2 separate regions of the Hordeum vulgare genome follow, and region 2 is linked to region 1. The links are chromatin contacts, called in public Hi-C maps. All regions are on one chromosome and are shown on one strand. Each heading gives the region's core, a stretch centred on a gene start, on an enhancer-like site or on the middle of the called end of the contact. The rest is flanking DNA. Distances are from core to core; before and after follow the strand shown. Region 1 holds the start of LOC123408670. Region 2 holds the start of LOC123413030 (C2 and GRAM domain-containing protein At1g03370).

Evidence for each region. A called contact is a pair of places that touch in the nucleus more often than the background predicts.
Region 2: a contact with region 1 is called in a Hi-C map of seedling, with 4 times the contacts expected there. The contact joins the promoter of LOC123413030 here to the promoter of LOC123408670 in region 1. A contact is called at or near these places in 3 of 6 Hi-C or Micro-C datasets (leaf and seedling) and 1 of 1 datasets of contacts at active chromatin or transcription factors (embryo).

What each region holds. Positions count from the first base shown.
Region 1 is chr7H:131,463,093-131,468,049 of MorexV3_pseudomolecules_assembly, forward strand. LOC123408670 reads left to right here and starts at 2,782. Exons shown (of 2, transcript XM_045101727.1): 1 at 2,782-4,727. The coding sequence starts at 2,892.
Region 2 is chr7H:131,641,993-131,647,303 of MorexV3_pseudomolecules_assembly, forward strand. LOC123413030 (C2 and GRAM domain-containing protein At1g03370) reads left to right here and starts at 3,309. Exons shown (of 9, transcript XM_045105975.1): 1 at 3,309-4,407; 2 at 5,275-5,311. The coding sequence starts at 4,059.

The DNA of each region.
Region 1 (4,957 bases), core at 1,532-4,031:
AGGGGTCTCCACTTAAGTTGTGGAGATTACCGGGGGCATTTGTGGTCACCTAGAAGCCATATGCCATTGTGGTGAAGCTTTGTGGTGTTGTTGGGAGCCTCCAATAAAGTTGTGGAGATTGCCCCAACCTTGTTTGTACGGGTTCGGTGACCGCCCTCAAGGGTTCCTTAGTGGAATCACGACATCTTGTATTGTGCCAGGGCACGAGGAGATTAGGGTGGCCTTAGTGGCATCTTGGGGAGCATTGTGTCTCCACGCCGCTCCAAATGGAGATTAGCATCCGCAAGGGTGTGAACTTTGAGATAAATTGTCGTCTCCGTGTGCCTCGGTTATCTCTTACCCAAGCCCTTTACTTATGCACTTTACTTTGTGATAGCCATATTGTTTCTTGTTATATGTCTTGCTACCACTTAGTTGTTTATCTTGCTTAGCATAAGTTGTTGGTGCACATAGCTGAGCCTAGTTGTTTTAGGTTTTGTGTTTGACAAATTAAACGTTAGTTTTATTCCGCATTTATTCAAGCCTAAACCGTAATTATTTTAAAGCGCCTATTTACCCCCACGTCCTTTCAGTCGGGTTTTGTATAGTTTGAACAAATTTGTAGAGAAAATTATATACATCTATAGTACCAAATAATTACCATTATATACAAGGTAAATAAAATATTGTATTTATTTGGGCTATTAGTATGTGTATTGATATTATTCTCTATAATAGTGGTTTTGTATCATATTGATATTTTTCTTCATAAATCTAGTTAGGATTGAAAAGTTTGATCTTTTAAAAAATCACCACGTGTTATAATGTGGAACAGGTGGAGCATATGAAATATTAGTTATCATTGATATCCTTACAAATACAAATACGGAGCTCCACATGAATGGAGAGCCGTGAAAAATTTGAGTTTTTTTGGTTGACTCGTTCATGAGCCGGTGAGAAACATCTTTTTTTTTCTAATTTAGTTGGTGAGTAGTGTTGCTTTGACTGAGTCACACTGGGTCTTTGTTGGCTTGGTGTTGCATATGCTTTCGTGTTGCCGTGCTAGCGGGGTGTTGAAGTCAATTCCGTCGTGCGTCGGCAAAGATCCAGCTCTTGGGGCATGCTCGCCTTCAGTAATCATGCATCGGTGCCCTGCACCCTCTCAAGCACGCGTCAGTGCTCTTTCGTTCAATGGACATGCTACCAAGCATCACGCTTGGCCTCCATCCGATCAACCGTCGTTATCTACCGAGAGCATCATAGATTGACATGGAGGTGGAGCCATTGTGGGGAACTATAAAGTTAATGGAGGAGAAGTCAATCCTAAGTGCTTTAATAGCGTGCCAGCAGAGCGACTAGCTTTCAGGTAATATGCATCTTCTATCCTAAGGTCTGCAAGTAGGTAAGTACCAAGATTTCCCAAGGGAGCAAGCAAGTCCAATTCCGAGCGAAATGTGGTTCTCTTTTATTTGCGAAGTGTAAACGGGAACACGAGTCCGGGAGAAATTAAGCTAGCACTCACCACACGTGTTGATCGAGACGAGGGCGTGGCGGCCAGAGTCAGAGAAGAATGCCCCTATGAGCTTGTGGAGTGCGTCGGAGGATGATTAAGCGGCATGGATGTATCTTTCGTGTCATTGAGCCCCACGTGTTGGTCGAAATTGAGATGTCATACTCATATTGGCTGGATTACATGTGGTTGACACAACGATGTCGACCAATTTTCCCCACATCAATATCATGTTGCGTCCCATGTTGATGCCTAACACGAGGAGCTGAATTTAGATGTGTTGTGTCGTTCGTAAATATGAAGGAGTATGTGTGTACCCGTGTCTGGATGGTGACAATGATGTATGCGACCATACTACCATAATCTCGTCGTGTTTTCGTTGTTCCTCACCACACCACTTCCCCCCACCGATGCGACCTTGTGTTGCTCCCTTGCTGCATCTTTATTGTCACCAACGCATGCTCGTGAACATGCAACAACTTTCTCATGTGACACTATTTTTCAATCATTGGTCGGTGTTGCGTGTGCGCTATGTCCTCTCGGCTATCCAGGGTCGGCATGGTGTGTTCTATGACATGGCGTGTCTTATCTATAGTTCGATGAATGGTCTTCGGATGAATTACAGTATAACATCTTTATCGTAACTCTGTCATCGTTGAATGGTCTTTAGTCACCGTTCATGCTTTCTCGACTCGCTTACGAAGGAATCTATTTCTTATATCGATGGATTTGCTAAACACCCAAAAAGAAATCATAAAATTAACTATCAAAGTATAATCGATACAGCCCAGCTTGCATGAAAAAAAATGTAATCGCTTCTAGTTAGATGCGTCAAATTTTGTTAGGACAACCTCAACGCATGAACCCAAACACACACAATTTTCGTCCGTTTGCATCTGCGATCAGACGGACACCAGCGTCCACCCAACCAGGCCGGCGCATTTTAACACATCATTACCATAAAAAATCCCGTCCGTTCATCAACTTGAATTGAAGTTTAAAAAGGACAGAAATAACTTTTTTTGAAGTACCACAATAGGAGCACTTGTTTCTTTGTTTTCCAGCTCAATAAAGAGCAGGCATGACACAGCTGTCGGACCAACCAACGTTTCACTGTCGGGCGGCCACGTGTGGTTACACATCGCGGGTCCCCTCCAGTTAGCAACCGGTAAATCCACCCATCCCCTTCCTAAAGGCGACAGACACACATTAATCCCCAGTAATTAATCGTCAATTATGGTTACCCCACCCGCGCTAATCATCCACCAAATCCATTCCTCCCTCCCCGTCCCCGATTCCATTTCCACCACCTCTCCGGCGCGGGGCGGGGCGGACCGGAGCGGGCGAGGCGGCCAGGGTTTCCCACGCCCCACCGCCGCCGCCGCCGCATTCCGTCCACCGCATGGCGCTCGTGCCCAGCGGCGGCGACCAGGCCGCGGCCTGCAAGGCCACCATCCCCTGGTCCGAGATGTTCCGCTCCGCCTCCGTCCGCCGCCCCAAGCAGGCGGAGGACCCGCCCAAGCCCGCGCCCACGCCGCCGGGGAAGAAGGCGGCGCCACCGACGGCCGAGGCCGAGGGGCTGTCCCTCGAGCCGGACGCGCGCCTGGCGCTCTACATCGCCATGGCGCACGCGGGGCTCGCCACGGCGCTGCTCGTGCTCTACGGCCTCTACCTGCTGCTCGCCGACTTCCTCCGCCCGCTGCAGTGGGCGCTGCTCTGCTCCGTTCCGCTCCGCGAGACGCAGCACGCGCTCGTCGCCTTCTGGGAGCCGCCGCTCCGCGGCGGGTTCAGCGCCACCGTGCTCGCGCTCCCGCTCGCCGCGCTGCGCTCCTGCGCAGCCACCCTCGCCGACGCGCGCGCCGCGCTGCTGCGCCGCCCGCTGCCGCCGTCGCCGTCCTTCCCGCGCCTGCTGCGCTGGCTCGTCTCATCCTTCTTCTTCCTTCTCCTGCTCGAGCGCCTCGGCACCACCGCCGCTCTCGTCCTCCTCGCCGTCTCCCTCGCCTTCTACGCCGCCTCTCCCAAGCCCTCCTCTTTCATCCCCCGTGCCGCCTCCTCCCGCATCTCCGGTCGAACACCCTCATCCCGCGGACTCCTCCTCACCGGCGGCATCCTCCGCCACCTCAGGACCCTCGTCGCCGTCGGCCTCATGCTTGGCATGATTGCTGGCTTCCTAGGAGGCAGCGTCTTCTTTTCCTACAAGATCGGACTCGAGGGCAAGGACGCCGTCATGTCCCTCAAGTCCCATGTCGAAAATGGCAACTACTCTGAAAAGATTGGCCTCAAGAAGTTGCTTGACGACAATGACATCCCGGGCTTGGTGGAGCAGTACTCGGGGAAGCTCGTCGAAACCGTCTGGGAGCAGGTAGACCAATTGGCTGTACAATACAACCTTACTGATTTCACTAGTGGATTCAAGCACTTCTTGATCACCCAATCAGTCCCATCTGGTGCCAAGAGCAAGGAGCTCATCACCTCTGGACCGCACCCCTACTCGCTAAAGCTGCAGGCCATTACGCTGCGTGTGAAGAAGAGGGAGTGGCTGGAGATCTACAAGGAGCTGGACTCATTCTTCAGGGAGCTGTTAATCACAAGGGAGGATCTAGTGGTCAAGGCCAAGGACCTGGCTTTGCAGGGCACAGAGATTGCAAAGAGTCTGCTGTCTAGCGGCACCTCTGTGCTCGGTGGTAGCGCCAGTTTGATGCTATCCATTGCTCTCCGCATTCTCTCCGGTGCAGCAGAGGTGCTCAATTTTGTGTCACAGCTGATGGTCTTTATGTGGGTGCTGTACTACCTCATCACCGTTGAGGGTGGTGGTGCAACAGAGCAGGTCATTGACCTATTGCCAGTGTCCAAACAAGTGAAGGAGCGGTGCGTCGAGGTCATAGACCATGCCATTAGCAGTGTCTTGTTAGCCACTGCCAAGATTGCTATATTCCAAGGATGCCTGACATGGCTGTTGCTCAAGTTCTTCAAGGTGCATTTTGTGTACACAGCAACTGTGTTTACAATCATCAGTGCACTTTTCCCAATACTACCAGCATGGCTGTCCTCGATATTTGCCGCAGCGCAGCTGCTGACGGAAGGGAGATATGTACTCGCGGTTATGGTAACAGTGATACACCTTGTGATCATGGATTATGGAACCACAGTCATTCAGGAGGATATACCTGGGTACAATGGGTATCTGACTGGCCTAAGCATAATTGGTGGCATGACGTTATTTCCCAATGCTCTCGAGGTATGGATATTATTCTAGGCTTATCTTTGGTTATGTTATTATTAGCTGCATTTCGCAGTTTAAACTTGCATATGCCATGGTAATGAACTTCCTGTAGTTCAGTTGCATGATTTTGCCTATATGGTATTTTCATAAATAAGTCAGAAGGTATTAGAATCTAGGTCTTTTTGTGAGATGCAACTAAAAGAGCTTTTACTGTAGGCTACAAGTATTTTCTGTATGCCTCTGCT
Region 2 (5,311 bases), core at 2,059-4,558, 180 kb after region 1:
TGAAACCTGGGGTATATCCTCTGTTCGAGACTCACCCAGTGTGAAGTTGCCTTCCTCCGGGGCTCCGAACAGGCCTTTATAATAATTTGTAATGTACGACTTTAGTTGTTCATGGCCCTAGATCGTTCCCTCCTCCTGGACTAGAGAATGAATACAATTTTTCCCGTGTCTGCCATTGGCAATACCATGGAAAAAGCGGGTATTCGAGTCTCCTTCTAGGATAAATTGGTATTTGGATCTTTGATACCATTTTAACTCCTCCTCACACGGAAGTATCGCTATCTGTGCATTCGATTGGCTCTTTAACTCAATCTCTTGCGTAGATAACAAACAAACTTCTGCTAATGCCTCTAAAGCATCAATGATCGAGGATAGCCGTTCCTTTTCTTTTTTAAGTAAACCGGTGGTATGGCGAGCCTATGAGGTGCGCGCGTAAAGCACGCATCTTATTGTTCCACCTCTGGATTGGCGTGTCACCAGCCACCGGTCTTTCCCAAATTTTGTTAACCATCTCATGGAACCCCTCACGATGTAACCACCCAAGTTCAAACTTGAAACATGGTTTACATTGTGGTCTAGGCATGCCAGCGATCAATAGAATGGGAGCATGGTCCGACAATCCCGCTCAAGAGCATGTACTGACACCAGTGGGAACTTAGATTCCCAATCAGTATCCATCAGTACACTGTCTAGCTTTTTGTATGTGGGTTCAGGGGGAGAATTAGCCCAAGTGAACTATCTCCCGACCATTGTAATTTCTCTTAAGTTGAAGCTGTCAATGACTGCATTGAACAAAAGAGGCCAACGGCTGTCGAACCGTCCGCTACTTTTCTCAAATGGAAACCTAAGCAAATTGAAATCCCCTCCAATGATGAGAGGATGAGGGTTATCTTTTGCCAAGTTTAACATTTCACAGGCTCTAATGATCAGAGGATGAGGGTTATCATCCGTGACCATGGAGACGGACATGACCGTTGGCGACGACATCAGCGAAGGCGAGCGAGAAGGACTAACAAGGAGAGTTAGGCAGTTGCGCGGCAACATGGGAAATGAAGGAGGGAGCTGGGAGAAGTTGGGTCGATCGATTTGATTCCGATTTGAGATGGCTTCGCCTTTGGACATAGTCGACATGGCGAACTTGTCCATTCGCGTCCAGGCTTCCTCGTATTTATCTTAGATATTGATTGAACATGAAAAGTGTTGGTCAGTCCGGACATTTTAAATTTAACCAAACACTATGAATACGAGGACAACACTTTCAGCTTGGAAAAAAAGACAATAATAATAATGCTTTTTATAGAAAGAACACAATAAGCGTAGTACTTCCTTCGTAAACTAATATAAGAGCATTTAGAACACTATTTTAGTAATCTAATTGCTTTTATATTAACTAGTACAAATGCATGTGCGTTGCACCGGGCTAGAAAAAGTTGCAGAACCTATTTGTTTTGCCATTAAATGTTAAATGTAAATTAAGACATCTATAGCATCACTTCTAACCCTTGTTTCGATTAATTGTTTAAAGTCCGTGTCATGAGATTCATGTCATTGGTTAAATGTTGGACATATATCAGGAACGGGATGCTAGAATACGGAAATATAGCGAAACCTCAATTCTCGCCGTGTGCGTATGACACATCATGGGTGGCTATGGTGCCATCGCCGGACTTCAATCCTCAGGCTCCATGCTTCCCTCGGTGTGTTGAATGGATATTGCAAAATCAACACTCTGGTGAGTCTTGGGGTATCAACGTATTTGGATCCGGCGAAATGGAACGCCTTTCTCTCCGCGTGAAGCCTGCCGGCCTCCTCTTTCCCTTGATGCGTCCCCGGCCTCGCCGTGCTCCGGCCCGGCCATCCCCGTCGTCGCGCCGCCCCTGCCCGCTAGCCTCCCGCCCCGCCCCCTGGCCATCCCCGTCGCCGCATCGCCATGCTCGTCACGCCCGACCCTCTCCGCCTCAGCGCGTCGTCGCTAGTCCGTCTCTGGCCCGTCGCCTCCAAGCGACGTCGTCAGGCAGTCGCCGGCCCATCGCCTCCTCGCCCGTCGGATCCTGGACCTGACGAAGCGGCGGCAGAAGGCCTCGAGGTCCTCCTCCTTTGGGCGCAGACTCGTGTGTGGGGAAGAGGAAGGGGATGTGGCGTGATGTGTTTGTTTAATGGACTACAGATTGAATTCCGAAAACTACAGAGGCGTTTCTACAAAAACGAAACGTTTTTCAGTTGAAGTGGTAGTAGTGGTGGCAGTGGTGGCGCAGAATTGGAGAAAGAAAAAGAGGAAAGCTGTCCAAAGAATGTGAACGTAAGTATCCGATGTTGTCTCTCTAGTTTGACATCTCTTCTTTTCCTGATAACTTAATCTCTTGCAGCCCAACAAAGAAGAAGATGGTAAAATGAGAACAACGGCAGCAAATGTCGCTGCTCGGCAGGCAGTTGGAGGAAGTGATATGTTTTCAAAGTGGCAGCTGATGGTCGAACAAGCTAAGCAGAAGCGGGCACCAGCTCCAAGACCATCCCATGTATCTGGAAAAGGGTCGGCAGAACGCAGTGAAACGAAGCCAAAAAAATCACCCCAACCCACGCACCCCTAACTCACCCCAACCTCCACACCTTATCCTCTCACCTCCCACACATCCTGAGCCACCACCCACCACCTCCACGTTCTTCCTCCTCCACCCACCCTCCCAGTCCCGACCATGTCTCCCGCCCCATCCACCACCCAGCGCCCCCCGCCACCGGCCACCACCACGCGCCGCCCGCCTCTGCCACCACGGAGCAGATGCGATGTCGCTGCTGTTGCGGCCCGTCGTGCTGCCCATGTGTGCTGCGAAGAGCGGCGGTGGAGCAACAACGACAAGTGGTGGGAGAGGAACAAGCAAAGCCTGACGCACCAGCGGGGCGGGAGCGGGGGGCGAGGAGGTGGTGGGGCCCTAGACCAGGTGTTGGGCGTGCTCCGCCGCGACGGCGAGTTCCTCCAGGCCGCGGTCGGCGGCTCGCTAAGCGATGTCCTCTCGCTCCACTTCATCGAGAAGAAGCAGCAGCAGCGGAAGCGGCCGAAACCTAAGCACTTTAATGGACCGCGGGTTGAATTCCGAAAATTACAGAGGCATTTCTATAAAAACAAAACGTTTTTCTGTTTGTATCACTTAAAAACGTACCGCGGGTTGAATACCGAAAAATTTAAGGGTACTTAAAAATGCCGCGACGGACGACAGAAGCACTGCGTTACAGAGGGAGTAAAGGCTACACTTTATGGGCTCCTTTTTGCATACCTGTGATGATGGTCGTGGTAAAACGGGCGTGATGGAGGGGGCAGAAAGGAGGGCGATGCGCGCACGACCTCACCGGCGGCTGCGGGGGGCTGTGCGGTAGTTTGAAAGTCAGCAGCAGAGGGAGGGAGGGAGGCGACGCGGGCAGTGAAGTCACTCCTTTTCTCCAAAATCCCTCCCTCGTTTTCCATCTCCTCTTCTCCCTCCCCAAAGTCTTCAATGCCCCAAACCCAACGCCCATTCTCCCTCCCTTCCTCCCCCAAGAAATCCTCCTCCCCCCGCCGCCGGGACCCCACCCCGCTCTCCGCCAAGCCAAGCCCGCCCCTACTCGACTCGCCGTCCGTCTTCTCCCAGTCCGTGCGGCGCTCACCGCCGTCTCTTTTCTTGGATTTTCTTCCCCCTGGTCCTTCGGTTCGGGGGATTCCCTTCCTTTTTGTTGCTTCATTCTGGAAAGCGCCCCGTCGTTGTCCCCGGATTCGCCGCGCTTCAATCTGGATTTGTTTGATTCGTTTTGCTCGCTTGCTTGCTTGGCTCGGAGCTTCATGTGGTCTCAGCTCTCTCCCGCGCTTCCCCGACCCAGCAAGCGAGCGACTTCTTCTGCTACTTCTCGCTGATTTCTGATTCGGTCCCAGACGCCACCATGATTTCCTTCTGAATTCCTTCCAAAAAAAGAAGCTGCTTTCAGTCTGAATTGGAAAGAAAAAAAGTTTCTTGAAGCTTCTTGATTTGATTTGAACCACGCAGACCGCCCAAATCAATCAATCTTGACAACAACCATAAAAAGAGGAGGAAATGAGGCTTGTGGTGCATGTCATCGAGGCCCGCAACCTCCCGGCGGCGGAGGCGCAGGGGCAGGGCGACCCGTACGCCAAGCTGCAGCTGGGGAGGCAGCGGGCCAAGACCAAGGTGATCAGGAAGTCGGCCAACCCCGTGTGGGACGAGGAGTTCGCCTTCCGGGTCGGGGACCTCAAGGAGGAGCTCCTCATACGCGTCACCGACGAGGACAAGTACTTCTCCGACGACTTCCTCGGCCAGCTCAGGGTGCCCCTCTCCGCCGTACTCGACGCCGACAACCGCTCCCTCGGCACGCACTGGTACCCGCTGCAGCCCAAGAGCAAGAAGTCCAAGATCAGAGATTGTGGTAACCATCTTCCTTCCACACATCATTTTCTTTCCCTATTCTTTTCTTAGTTAAATAGTTGTTCCATGATGATGATAATGTGGTCTTGTTGTTTTCCTGAATTCGTGTTAGTTGGACAGTGACCGATCCAGCGTTGTGATAGATGGGGTTGTGCTAGTTTAACCCTCCTTTCTGCATCCTCTTTTCGCCAACAGCTTCTCTCCGTAACCTTTCCACGCATCATGTTGTTCATATTCTTTTCTTAGTTAATTGTGTGCTCATCTGAAATCTCGCAAGCAACAGGTTATGAGTTCAAATCTGGCAAATTATAGGGAAAGTTCATACGGATGTCCCGCCAGCCGCGGTTGCTATGAATCAATCTATAGTTGGTTCCTGAGGAGCAGGGTGCCACACCGTTGGGCTATGAAACAGTTAGCAGTTCCTTATCACTTCTGGGAATATATTACTTCCCAGATTATCCAAAACTTCTGACATAATCAACACAGTAGTGGATGTATACCTGTCATAGCTTTACTGCCTTTTTTTTAACTTATCCTTAGCTTCCAACCCACTATCAGCTGTTTAACCCTTGAATGATGTAATTTAACGACTCAAACTATTAGGAATTATAAGAAACTAAACCGCGGGGACTCTTTTTCTATTAGCATCAATATTACCGTTCACTAGTTTGATCGACTTCTCATCACTCATTCCCCATCGTTTAATCTCAACAAAAAATAATGTATTCACTATTTTGGCTTGTAATGAGGTGAATAAAAACAGTGCCTATCCGACCGACATGATTATCCTCTTTGTTTTTTTGTGCATAGACTACTGCCTATTTTTCACTGTGGGCGGTTATTTACATGCTGCTAACATCTTCTGTAGGAGAAATTCATCTCACTATATCTCTATCTCAAAGTTA